Regions from separate parts of the Anser cygnoides genome. Here region 1 is linked to region 2. A link is a contact called in public Hi-C data. All regions are on one chromosome and are shown on one strand. The core of a region is the stretch at or near the end of the contact, and the rest is flanking DNA. Distances in the headings are between cores, read along the strand shown.

Region 1 (6,268 bases), core at 1,049-3,548, 190 kb before region 2:
GGCCTGCGTGCCGCCCTTGGAGGGTGCCCCAGCCCGCGAGGGACCTTGCTGAGAGCCGCTCCGAGCGGCCAGCAGCGAAGCAGCTACCTGAGCACTGCTCTTGGAGGTGAGCAGCGAGGCACCCTGCTGAGTGCCGCTCCGAGCGGCCAGCAGCGAGGCAGCCACCTCCGCACTGCTCTTGGAGGCCAGGAGCGAGGATCCCGCCTTAGCGCTGCCCTTGGAGGCCAGCAGCAGTGAGGTGCCGGCCTGGGCGCCGCTCTTGGGCGCCAGCAGCAGCGAGGTGCCCGGCTGAGCGACGCTCTTAGGGGCGAGCAGCAGCGAGGCGCCCGCCTGGGCGACGCTCTTGGACACCGATGGCATGGCACTCGCTTGGTTTTTGGAAGACAGCAAGGTAGCGCTCGTTTGCGTGGCGCTCTTGGCAGTAGTCGCTGGCACCGCTGCCGCCTGCGGGGCACTCTTGGCAGCAGCGGGTGGCACTGCCTCCGTCTGTGGAGCGCTCTTGGCAGCCGCCGGTGGCACTGCTCCTGCCTGCGGGGCGCTCTTGGCAGCAGCCGGTGGACCGGAACTTAACGTAGTTTTTTCAGGTGACGGCTCATTTTCACACTTGCCTTCCTTAGGTGGATTCTCTCCCGACTCCTTTTCGGATGAAGACGGGGTTGGACTTTGCTCAGTAGTATTTTCAGCGTTAACAGGTTTTTCTTCTGCTTCTATGCTCAGTGCTACGACTGCCGCTTGATTTGAACTGCAAGCTGACTGGGAGCTTTCTGATTCTTTGCTACTATCTTTTTCCTGCTTTTTTGGCAATGTGCTCTCTGTTTCCTTAGGAGATTCTGCCTCGGTTGTTTTCACATCCTTCTCGGTATCCTTAGCATCTTTGCTTTCCTCAACAGCTCGTTTCTTGGAGGGCTCCTCTACCCCTTCTGCAAAACAAAGTAAGTGCGTTATTCTCTTCAATTTCTGCACTGTGAAATATCCATCTAGAAGCAATTTATCTAAAAACTTCTAACAGACATCCCTCTGAAGTTAAAGGGTATATATTAGGATTACACCTTGAACCATAATTTCAGGAATTAAGTTATTACTTCAGAATATTTTAGTAATTTTTGACAAAAAAACGAAAAGTGCAACCTACCATTTCAGAACATTTTAGTATTTGTTTGGCAAAAAAAAAAAAAATAAATCTAAAAGTGCCCATATGCTAGACTTCTGGTTTTGGTTTGGGATCTGAAGGCCAAGTATGTACTTGTATTCTTGCAGGCCAGAACAAAAGTGACCAAAGCACATTAAATAGATTGTCTGACCTAAAAAAAAAGAAAAAGTGCATTTTGTCTACTAATATCATAAAAAAACATTTAAAATACCAATTTAGGAATTTCTTTACAAAACAAAACTCTAAGTTTCTTACAAAGCAGCAGCGTCTGAATAAAAAGCAAAAAGCAAAGCAACAAGAATTCCGTTAAGCTGGAGAACAATCATCTACATCGCATTAAAAAGTTGGCTTAAGGTGTGCACAGGCTGTAGGTTTACAAACATTGTCTTCAAAACAAGAGCTCTAAATCACCAGCAGAGTAGGTACACATTGTGTCTACTTCAAAAGCATTAACGAGGGAAAAAATAGCATAAAGAGGGGAGACGGTTAGGGATTGTGGAGAGTAAATTAACTGGATTACATTAAACCCGAGGTAAAGCTCGAACATTCACAGGCAAGCATTGTCTAACTCCTATGTATTGTCACAGCTATGATCTGCTAACCATTGCTACTTGATATGCCTCTTTTCTTCACCTTGGCAACCAGTTCGTCTCTCGTGGTGCGGACGGGCGCGTCGCTCACTTGGATGCCTTCGGCCATTTCCAGCGCCTTCTCCATGACCTGCGGCGGGTACCTGCAGGGGCGATAGGGGGGGAGGAGGGGGAGGAGGAGGAGGAGGAGGAAGGCCGTCAGACGGCCTCCATCACCCCCCCGCCCGCCGCCCGCCCCACCCGGCCCGCACTCACCGGCAGCCCAGGAAGACGTGGTTGGCCCACACCATGGAGAGCGACACGAGGCGCTGCAGCTCGGCGCTGCCGGCCGCCGGCGGCCGCCCGACGTTGCGCAGCAGGAACTCCCGCCGGTGCCGCCAGTGCTGCTCGGGCTCGCAGGCCCCGCGCAGCGCCTCCGCCCACGCCACCTCCTCCGCCGTGCGCCCCAGCGGCTCGCCGCGCGCCGCCTTGCCCGCCATGGCCCGCCGCGCCCCCCCCCGCCCCCCCGCCTCAGCCAGGCCCCGCAACGGCCCTAACGGCCCCGCCGCGGCGCTCCCCGCCCCGCCCGGCCCGGCCCCGCTCCGCGCCGCTCCTTCCGGCCGCCGGCGATGACCTCACGGCCGCCGCCGCCCGCCCCAGCCTGCCTTGCGGCGCGAGGCGGCGGCAGGAGCGAGGGGGCGCTCGCGCCGCCAACGGCCGCGGGGAGGGGCGGACGCGTGAGGGGAGGGGAATGGGGGGGGGGCGGTGTCCTGTCCTGTCCTGTCCTGTCCTGTCCTGTCCTGTCCTGTCCTGTCCTGTCCTGTCCTGTCCTGGAGGGAGCGTTAATAAAGGAGACCGGCTAAGAACGGAAACTGCCGCCTGTGAGGGGCTCGCGTATCGGCTTGTGCTCCTCTGCAGGCGGGCTTTGCGTTGGAAAAGTTCGTCCTTGGGCTTTATTCTAAAAGCGCGCCGAGAATTCTGTGTGGAAAAAGTCGTGAGCGCGCTGTGACGGTATCCCCAGCGCCAGCCTGCTGAGGTGCTGCTTGTGGAATTAACACTAGGGAAGCCAATGCTCTTTTTCTCGGTATCTGTTGGTAGAGTGGAAGGGTTTTTCCTTCCCCTGTGTAGTTAACTCACCCAGTGTTCTCTCTCGCATTGGTAAGGATAACTGGGGACTGAGAGAGAGGACAGTAACAAGCGTGATGGGATCTGACAAACTCACTGCTCTGTATTTGCAACTAGGGCAAGAAAATGAGAGAAGGTCTGTGTGCTGCCTGGCGGGGGGGTCTGGGAGCAATGGGTTTGTCCAGAAGAGGTGTCAGAGTGTTCAGAAACAGCACTGTGGTCATCACCGGGGTGGTGTCACCCATCTGTATCCAGATGGTAATCAGTGCTGTGTGTCGTTATCTGGTAATACAGCCTGAAACATTGGAAAGATGTGATCTGTCACACGAGGTTTTCCAGGTAGAGATGGGGCGGGCCTGTCTCCCAGACCTCTGACTCCGTGATACCAGGATTCTGGACTAGGGGGTCGATACAGACACTGAAAGGCAATGGTGAATGGAATCCCTGGCAAACAGGTCTGAGTCTGGGCTGGAGATGAGGTGATACATGCTGCCAGCCTCCTTGTTTGCAGCCCCAAATGAACCAGGTCTCTCTCTAACAAAGACAGCTGAGGCTTGGCCCAGACTTGGCACCTGCCCCTAAGGGCCAGCAGGAATTCGGGCAGGCCTGGATAACTGGCTGAACTGCCAGTAACCTAGTGAAGGTAGCAGAGCACACAGCACAGCCTTGAACACTCCGTCTTCCTCTGCAACCACCTGAGCTGCCAAGTGAAAGTGCTAAGGACCAGCCCATGCTGAACTGGTAATTTACCAGTTAAGAGTAGGAGCTGGGCGGGGTTGGACTTGAGGGAGTGAGAGTGGCAATGCCGTATGCTCAGAGGGATCCCAGAAGGTGTATGTGCAGTGTTGAGATCTGGGGATCATCTGTGAGACCTGGGCTCCTCTAAAAGCATTGTCTTAGGGAGTGTTGATGGCTCAATACAGCTACAAAGCCTAACGCATGATCTGGAACTAGAGTGGCTCGAGAGCTGATTGCAACTCTTCCTTGCCCAGTTTTATAGGACAAATGAACTGGGAGTCGTTTCACCTCTTTGACCACTGACCATATGGGTGAGTGCAAACATAGGTGACAGCTGGAGAAAGGTCAGAGTCATCACGCTCCTGGCATGCCACGCAACAGTTTTTGGCTGTGGTGAGCAACTTCTGTGGTTTGGCACCTTTCTGGCACGTTGTGCTGTTAGCTTGGGGTTATTTAGTGCTTCTTTTGAATCAACATAGCCTTTTTGTTGGGACAAAGGTGACTGTGTGCTCGCACCATACTGGAAACAGGCTCGATGCCAGCCCCAGAGCGTGTGATGTCACGCACGGGCTCGCAGACACACGTAGATGTACGCCCGCAGTGCTCGCTGAGCGCTAGGGACATACTGTGTCTCAGGTTGATTAAAAAAGTGCGTTTGGTAGAAAAGAGAGAAAAACACTGCTGTTAATTTTAAAAAAGGAAACAAGTAGTGTTTTCATTCTCACCAGGAGAGGCAATTTTGAAGTTAAACACCTCATTGATGGTGCTAATACTGTGCATTTAATTTTCCAGATTGGAAGAAAAGAGATGTTTTTGTTCCCACTAGGGAAGGAACTTCTAAATACCACATTGATAGTAGTGTTGTTAGAGTCATTTGGGGCTTGATAATAGCTTCTTTTGGCAAGATACAACTAAAATCTCAAGGTGAATCATACCAGTGTCTATAATCACAGTATTGCACCTGCACTCGCTGTATAATAAAGAAAGTTTATTTCTGCCTTTGTAAACTAGTGAATTATTATTTCTCCAGACTCGAGTCCCGCTGAAACACAGGGCAGCAGCTCCATTGAGTTCAATTATGTTCTGTGCAGTTAAGGTTAATATATAGTGACACTCTTTATTCAGCTTAATACGGGAAGTGTGCCCTTAACATCACAGCCGTGCAAAAGATAAAGCTTGGAGTTATTGTCGCAGAAGGGTAATAGCGGTGGGATCTGACTGGCCTGGCACAATGAATCCTCTGAGCACCATCCGTAGGTTGGTGCCTGCAATAAGTAATGAGCAAGCACTCGCGAGCCCTGGGTTGTGTTTGTTAGGAATGCAGCTTGACGCTGGAAGAGAAGGAGACCTTTTGCTGTTTCCCAAGGTAATGTTCTGGTTCTGCTGGAGCAGAGCCTTGAATGAAGGTCTCCTAGCTGGGCAAGAGACAGCACTTCAGGGGGATGTGTCTGCGTGGGCCAAGGTAGCCGGTCACTGCTGTTCAGTAACCCAGAGGTGCAAATGTGCGTTTGCTTTCTGACCTCATTACCTGAGGTTGTGGAATCGTATTAGATGCCATCATTTCTTCGAATGACAGAAAATACTTGCTGAAAGAGCATTAATGACTATGTAAGCCTGCCAATGGAAGGAAGGTTAAAGTGAATCTGTGTTTTTATTCCACCGCAGGTATGCTACTGTTATGCTACTGTAAGCAGCTCTGGATTATAAAGTCACCCCCTCTCCTGAGACTTCTCAACTGAGGAAAACATACTGTGTAGTTGCAGTGGATAAAACTAAAGGTAAAAATGAAGAGCTGAGTTGATAATTATTTTCATTTACTCATGTGCTCTTACTACTAGCTTAAAATATGGCTTTGCATTTATTACTATGTTATACTTGAAACAATGCCTAGAATAGGGTTGTCAGTTATTTCCTTTCATATGAGTTAGTTAAAATAAAGCATCCAACTTGCTAAACATCCGTTGTCCGGCATATAATTTTCCATGCTACAGGTGGGAGTTTAGGATGACTTTCCTGCTACCAACTGTGATCTAAGAAAAAAAGCAGGGGAAAAAAGGGCTTTGTCTAGGGTGAAATATTGTGGAGATCTTATCTTTGAAGTGCCTTTATGCTCTAGAGCTGATTTGGAATTTGCCATGAAAACCTGAATTTGGGGCAGGTGTTTTCTGATCTTCTGACTATACTTGGCCAAATTTATAAGCATTTGAAGAAATTAATTTTCCACACTCCTGACTTAGCATGTGTCCCGGTCCTCCCCCCCCCCCACCCCCAGCCTCCACTACTGCTGCAGTCGAGCCTACTCTGCTTATGAGCTGCAGCTCTGTTTGCCACACCGGACTAGGATGGAACTGGGGACTGGAAGTGAGGTTACAGAGACCATTCCCTGTGCTCCCGAAAAGCTGCTGATTCCTGTTTTTTCACTGGTGCTTGAGTATGTCTGATAGGAATAGTAAGGGGACATGTACCTGACTGAGGGGAGGGAAGCAGTAAGAATTGAGGCAGGGGACATGGTGAGACTGAAACTACTAGGCGGGGAAAATAAGTTAACCTGGGATAGGATACTGGAATTAGGTGAGGGAGGAAATTAAATTCTTGAGGAGAAATCAATGAGGTAGAGTGTAAGGCAAAAGAACGAGTACATACAGATGAGGGGGACTGTATGCCGGGAGCCTAGGACTAAGAGGAA
Region 2 (6,767 bases), core at 511-3,010:
ACCTGAGGTACTCCATGCTTTTTCATATACATCCTGCTTCTGTGGAACAAACAAGGAATGTCTAAGGAAGGGCTAAAGTGTCAGATACAAAATTAGATGAAATTCAGCCTATTTGAGTGCATGCCTTTCTTAACAGGGGCTTTGAGTTAGAGCATTCCAATTCTATCACAAAGATCTGAATGGTCCTGAGACAGATGAAGGAGGCAAATAGGCTTCTAGATCACAGTGTAAGACAAAGGTAGTAGAGATGAGGATTCAGACAATTAGCTGCAGAGGGGCTACAAAGTAGGCAGACACCAAAAAAGTCTTAGTGAACAGACCAGGCTGCAGGACTTTGCCCCATACCTGTAGGAAGACGAGCTAACTGCCCTCAGTGCAACCCTATGTTTATACCACAGTGTCCTGGAAGCTGGAAAACATAAATTCAAGGCAGGGAATAGTTTGTGAGAACTCTTAATCAGTGTTCACAGAACAGAAAATCCATCATTCACTGCATATGATCAGCATATAAGCACTGTTTTTGAAAAGTTAGTAGTTGTTATGGTTTGCCCTCAGAATCTTAATTATGAACAATAATAAATATGGCATAGGCAATCGTAGCACTATTAATTTTAATTCATACTTCAAGAGTGCAGAAACACATACACAGTTAGTAGCAAACTTTTTGAACTGCATTATGCTAAATTTTTCTCCAGATTAATTAAATGAGTGCTCTTTAACTCTCTTCGTGATCAGCCATAATCAGGCCTTTCATTTCACCTTCAGACTCATGTTTTCCTGACTGATGCTACTTTCATTAAATTTCTTTTCTTTTTCTTGCATTTAAATTGTTCCTTTTCATGAACATTAGTTGTCTGTATGAAATTGTGAACACAGAACTGTTACAAACCAAAATAATTATGTTTTCCACTCTGAGGGCTGAAAAACTTAGAAAACAGGCTGCTTATGCCAAGTTTTCTCATGACAACTAAATAGGACTATCTGTAAAATTAGGTAACATTTTCATTCTTGATGGCTTGTCAGTTGTTAACAACAACAACAAAAAAGACAGCTAGCTGATGCAGCGATCTAAATATGAACGGATTAGCAATGCATATCTCTGTTTTGATCACCATTGCCTCTCTTTTTTGGGATGGTTTCAAGAATAGCTATGACCATGGTGGGATCCTTGACTTGGCCACCTTTTCACAGCACATGTTGGTGTACTTTACATCACCTGGTATACTCACCTGTGCAGTTTCCTATGCATTTAGTTAGCATGTGGGGACTCTAAGGACAGCTTCTGGGTTAAGACTACTGTGTGCCCAGTTTCCCAGAAATGCCGTCTTAGCTTAAGAGGATGGTTTTTGATGAGGCTGCAGGAAACAGTTATTTCAGCTGTGTCTGGTGACCGCGTTCAGGACAACAGTACAGTGCGAGCTGCACAGCTCGTGTGCTCAAACTTGTGTCAGGGCTGCCCTCAAAGGCATTTTTCTTTTGTGCATCAGTGAGTTTGTCGCACCTGTCGCTGTTTACAGTGGGAAATGAGTTGGACACACACGGATCGATTTGGGGAGGCTCCTCGTGATGTCTCACAGCCCCGTAAGCGCAAACATCAGTAACTTGCTCCCATTCGAGTGCCTCCATAAAGGCGACCAAACATCCAGAGTGGGCAGCCCCCGGCCGAAAGAACACAAACACACCACGCGAGCACACACATTTATTTCGCACTTATAACGCGCGCGTGGCCTACATACACGTTCAGCTGCCTGAACACCTCAGCGAACTTGTCAGGCCCCCGGTGGCTCCCCGCGACATGGCGGCAGGGCAGCCCGCCTCCCCGCCCGCCCCTTTCCCCGCCCGCTCCCGCTTTGGCGCCAACGGGCGAAGGCGAGCGGCGGGATGAGCGCCCAGCGGCCCGGCCACGTTAACGGGTACGGCTCCAGCGCCTCCTCCCGGGCACGGCACGGCCACGGGGGCTGCGGCCCGGCTGCCGGCCGCGGCCCGGAGGGGGTGGAAGCGGGGTGCCCCCGGCCCGGGCCGGCTGCTTTCGAGGAAGCTGGGCCCGGCTCTCGGCCGGGGAGCCGCGGGGGCAGGCCGCGGGGTGCTGCGGGGGGCTGGGTGTTTCTAGAAAGCGCCTGCGTTTAGGGGTATGGGGGGGGGGGGCTCGTGGAAAATCGGGGTGTAGTTGATTTTCAGTATCGCTTCTCGGTGGGGAAGGTTTGTTTTCTATTTCTCTCAAAAACTTGTCTCCCAGTGAGGAACATGTAACGATTGCATCCCAGTACGCGTGGGGGAAAGGTGCCGAGCCTCGGGATGACAGGCCCACTTGATAAAGCACCAGTTGCAAACAAAATGGGGAGCCCTAAAGGAGTTAGTGCTGGAAGCCATCAAACACATGTATCCCACGTGGCCTTGGGGGAAAAAGACTGTGCCTAAAGGCGCTTTTTTTTTTTTTTTTTTTTTAAATACCCTCCCTCTCGTTTACCCTAACTGCTGCAAGTTGAGTGACAAAATATTGATAGTTGATCTTCAGGAGCATAATCCATCCTGAAGAAAAAAAACCAACGTTATAGTTGGAGTATAATGCACATGATATCACAAATATGAAAGCAGCAGAGAAAAAAAAAAGAGAGAGGAAAAAAAAATAGCCTGATACCGTGTTGTTCCTGAGTTGTACTACATTGTTGTGTAACTGACCACCATAAATCTTTTTGAAATGGTGTATTCTGTTCTAGGATCCTCGACTACATCTTTCATTAAGGGAGACTTTTTATTTTTTAGTAGTTGAATGAAACTTCTTCCTTTTTGAGACAGCGTGTTACAGTTTGCTTGAAGCCTGGATGGATGCAAAAGAGCTGAGAACAGAGGCAATGTCCTTTAATTACAGAATCTTTTTCTCTGTTTGCCTTTGAAATACAGTTTATGCAGACTTTCCTGCAGACTATAAATCACTGTAGAATTTGAAGATTTTTTTTTCTTCTTTCTTGAGTGGTGTTATATTCATGGCTATTACTTCCCATTACTTTTATTCATAAGTTCTTATGAATTATCACGAGGATAAACCTTATTTGCTTATTTTACAGCCAGCTATCATATTTTCTAGAATAGCCTTTATTCATGCAATTCTAGAACTTATAAATGAGTGTGAGGAGGATGACCAGCAGCCCAAAATCTATAAACTTAATTTTCCTCTGTGTGCTTGAGTGCTAGCCAAGTCCTTGGCTTCTGCTCAATCAGAAATGAAGTGTTTTATATCCATTTCACACTCCTGTGTTCCTGTGCATTGAGCTGAGGGAATTATCTAGCCAATCATTGTGATGTTAAGTAGAAGTAATTGAGTAAGGGGTTTTTTGTTTTGTTTTTATGTTCCCTTTGATGTAAGCCTTCTGCTCATTTTTCAGATATGCTCCTCTCCCTGTTAAGTTGGTACTCCGAGGGACTTCCACTTACATAGCGTTCTGTACTTATAAGAAAAGTAAATAGGGGCTTTTGTTTTTTTTTGAATAACTAGGGTTGCTAGGGGATAATTTAACAAAAGGAGACCTCAGGATCTCTTATTTCAGAGTACTATTGTTTTTCTGGAGAGCTTTTCTCAGAATGTTTTATTTGCTGTAGTTCTGCATTGAGTCTTAAATGTCTCTGCTGAGGACTCTCTGAAGACATCATTGTGAATGTCACTTAGTTTGGAATGTATTAGAGTAATCGTTTGAAGTCTGCTGGTGTTTTGGATTGTGTAAACCTGCTTTTGTGACATTTTTTAAATAATCACTCAAATCAGCTTAAGTACTTTTTTCGCATTTTAATTAACCTGTCAAAGTTCAGTTTGGTATGGAAAAATGGCAAGACCAGTAAGGCAAGCCTTAAATTTTTTTCTTTCTGCTGTGAACTTGTTCTCTGAACACTATTCTTTGTTAGTAGGATACCATTCCAACCCTTTAGCTGAAATGATTCAGGCCAGTTTGGGCACTCACGTTTTTGTGTGCTTTCATAATTGACAGTTTTTCACACTATTTACAGTGTTGTCAGTGTGAGAGGTGTGCTGGTTGCACAGAGAATGTACGTTTCTCCCACCTTATACTGAGATGATGGCCTCAGTGATAATTCTCATTCATTCCACGGAAAAGCCAAAACTGCTTAGTTGTAAGGTGTCATATACAAACAACTCAAAAGCAGCAATTTAGTTTTAGTAGATAGCACCTTTGTAGTTTTATCATTCATGTACCAGCAATCTCTTCAATAAATAGTGTAACCTCAGTGTGACAAGCTAACTGCAAACCTCAAATACATGCTATTCTTATATTTTTTGTTATAAAAACCACAACTAACAAAATATTTGTCTTCTAATGTTTGTGCTTGGAAGGCGCTGGTACTAGAGTGGCTACAAGATGTCTTGCTACTTGCAATTGCCTATGAAGTATTTTTCTGCATGGCTCAACATTGCTAGAAGGGTGTCTCAGTCTCCTTCCTCTTTTTCCTAAAATATCTTAAGCTGTAGTCCTTGGTAAGAGGGGCCCAAGAAGAAAAGTACTGCACCCGTTGTATTTTTATAGGCTATTTACTGTCTTGTATTTGAGATGTTCCATGGATCACTGGAGAGCTGTTAGAATTGTGACATCACTTTGTTTTTCAAGTGTAGCAATGGTAAGTGGGATCTGGGGGAAGCTCATTTGGATTCAATATTTTCCTTGAAATCTGCTAAGCTTTAGTATATTGGAGGGGAGAGGGGGATGTCTTTTCCCTCTTTGAACTGGAAAGCACAGAATTTTTTCTTATGCTGTCTAAGCAGCCTTTCAACCATAAGGAGGCAAGAGAAAGTGATGAATCACATCCCCTCTGCCTCTTCACATCCCCTTTGCCTCCCCCAAACAAACCCCCAAAAAGTATGGAAAGAAACTGCTTTTCATGCCACGCTTATATATTCTAAGGGAAAAAATCTTCAATCTATCTCGTATCATCTTTTAGGAGGCTTTCATAAAGGGCATAATCTCAAGAGCAACTTAGCAGGGGCCTATCAGAATAGTTTACAAGGTCAGATTGTTGCCAGTAAGTGTTGCATTGAGAGGCAAGCTCACCGCTATAATTGTACAGACAGAAAGGAAAGCCTGCACAGGAAGCTTCCAAATAGAAATCTAACGAACACTTGTCGTAGGCAGAAGTACAAAATAGCTTAGATTAGAGGCTTGCAGTTAGCACAGTCATCATAAAAAAAGATTATGTTGTTTGAGCGAAAAGAATGCCAGTACATGATATACCTGGATCTTAGAAATATACAAGGCGTTATCTATCAGGGATAAATTGCTCTGTCTTTGAATAGCTCAGTGCTCTGAATAGCTCAGCCTTCTTATCTAAAACTGAAATTTGCAACCTCACTTGGGTGCCTTTCCCCTGAATGGAGATGTTGCATATATAAGTTCTTGGAAAGCACATAACACTGACTATTTTACTGCTAAAATATTGGTGAATATATGGTGGTCTTAGCCACAATCTGATCCTGGTTAAATTAAACTTGTGCACATTTAAAAAATACGGTCTGTAGTAACTGTACATACGTGTTGTTTACTGATGTTTGTATTTTTCCCATAAAATGTAGTTTTGGCAATGAAGCATCCTGCAGAAAACGAGAGGATTATTTGGAATGGCCTGAATATTTTATGGCCGTAGCATTTTTGTCAGCACAAAGAAGCAAGGATCCAAGTTCTCAGGTAAGGAGGCAATGCATAAGAGTAACATAACCTAATCTGTGTTGCACATCACATCAGATGCACAAGTAGCACTTTCAGGGCTTTGTTATTAAAAGTTATTTCAGTATATAGCTATTGAATTTTTAACATGGTCAGCACTTTTTGTTACAGAAATTCTCTTATTGGGTCTGACCTCATGTGTATAATTCTGTGTGTACGTTTGCAGCTTGGAGTTTTGTAAATCTTCTATGTCATCTTAACTTTCAGATGAAGAGATGTTTTCTTCTTTTTCTAGTAAATGTAGTTACTGTGAGAGGAGGATGTAACTACTGAAATTTTAGATTGTAATTTTTAAGACACAGCATCTCAGCAAGTTCCTTTTCCTCACCTGTAAGAGTATAAAAATTCCCAGTTGTTTGTTCTTGGGTTGATTTGAGTTGTCATCTAGTTTGGTTTCTCCTTCCAGTTCTCCTTGCTCCTCCAATTCATTGCCTGTCTCTCCATTCTTTACTTCTTTCATGTGCCTCTCTTGCACTTGAACATCGGTTGGAGTTGATAGATAACCTCTCCTGAAACATGCTGTTCTGCGGGGCCCAGTCATACTGTTAGTCTTCTTTTGTGTGACAAATGTCTGGAAAAAAATCCCAACAAAGCAATGGATTAAAATGCATATTAACAGCTTGCTCAATTACTTGCTGGCTTCTGTACGTTATGGCTCTCACTTCTCTGAATCATACTTACTTAGGACTAAATTCCTGTTACCCAAGTGCTGGTTAATAAACACATTGTATGAAGTAAAATTAATGCTGTTGCTGTTTCAATATATATAAAATATGGACAGAAAATGTAAAAATGGGGCAGTTCATCACCCTAAAAGTAGGGCTCCTGTGCAGACTTTTATTAAAGTAATAAGGGGTGGGAGTTAAATGGTCTGCTATTTTGGTGCATGTTTGCATAAACAAGCCACAGAGGTTTGTGAGCTTATCTGTAGGTCAGCACTACCACATTTTAATTTATCTTCCATCCGTTTTCTTTAGCTCCTGCTGCTAGTTTGGGGAGCTAAACTACAAGAAAACCTACACTTAGTACAGTTAGTTCTGTGCT

What was found. Hi-C and Micro-C count contacts between places; a contact is called where the count stands out from the background.
Region 1: a Hi-C map of liver shows a contact between it and region 2, with 3 times the contacts expected there. The contact joins the promoter of CDKN2AIP here to the promoter of DCTD in region 2. A contact is called at or near these places in 2 of 7 Hi-C or Micro-C datasets (both in liver).

Annotation. Positions count from the first base shown.
Region 1 is chr4:59,045,152-59,051,419 of Taihu_goose_T2T_genome, reverse strand. It overlaps CDKN2AIP (CDKN2A interacting protein), which reads right to left and starts at 2,298. Exons shown (of 3, transcript XM_066996207.1): 1 at 1,996-2,298; 2 at 1,753-1,883; 3 at 1-920. The coding sequence starts at 2,219. LOC125184582 (a long non-coding RNA gene) reads left to right here. Exons shown (of 4, transcript XR_010831208.1): 2 at 5,248-5,360.
Region 2 is chr4:58,854,201-58,860,967 of Taihu_goose_T2T_genome, reverse strand. DCTD (dCMP deaminase) reads left to right here and starts at 1,760. Exons shown (of 6, transcript XM_048078264.2): 1 at 1,760-1,913; 2 at 5,573-5,684. The coding sequence starts at 1,882.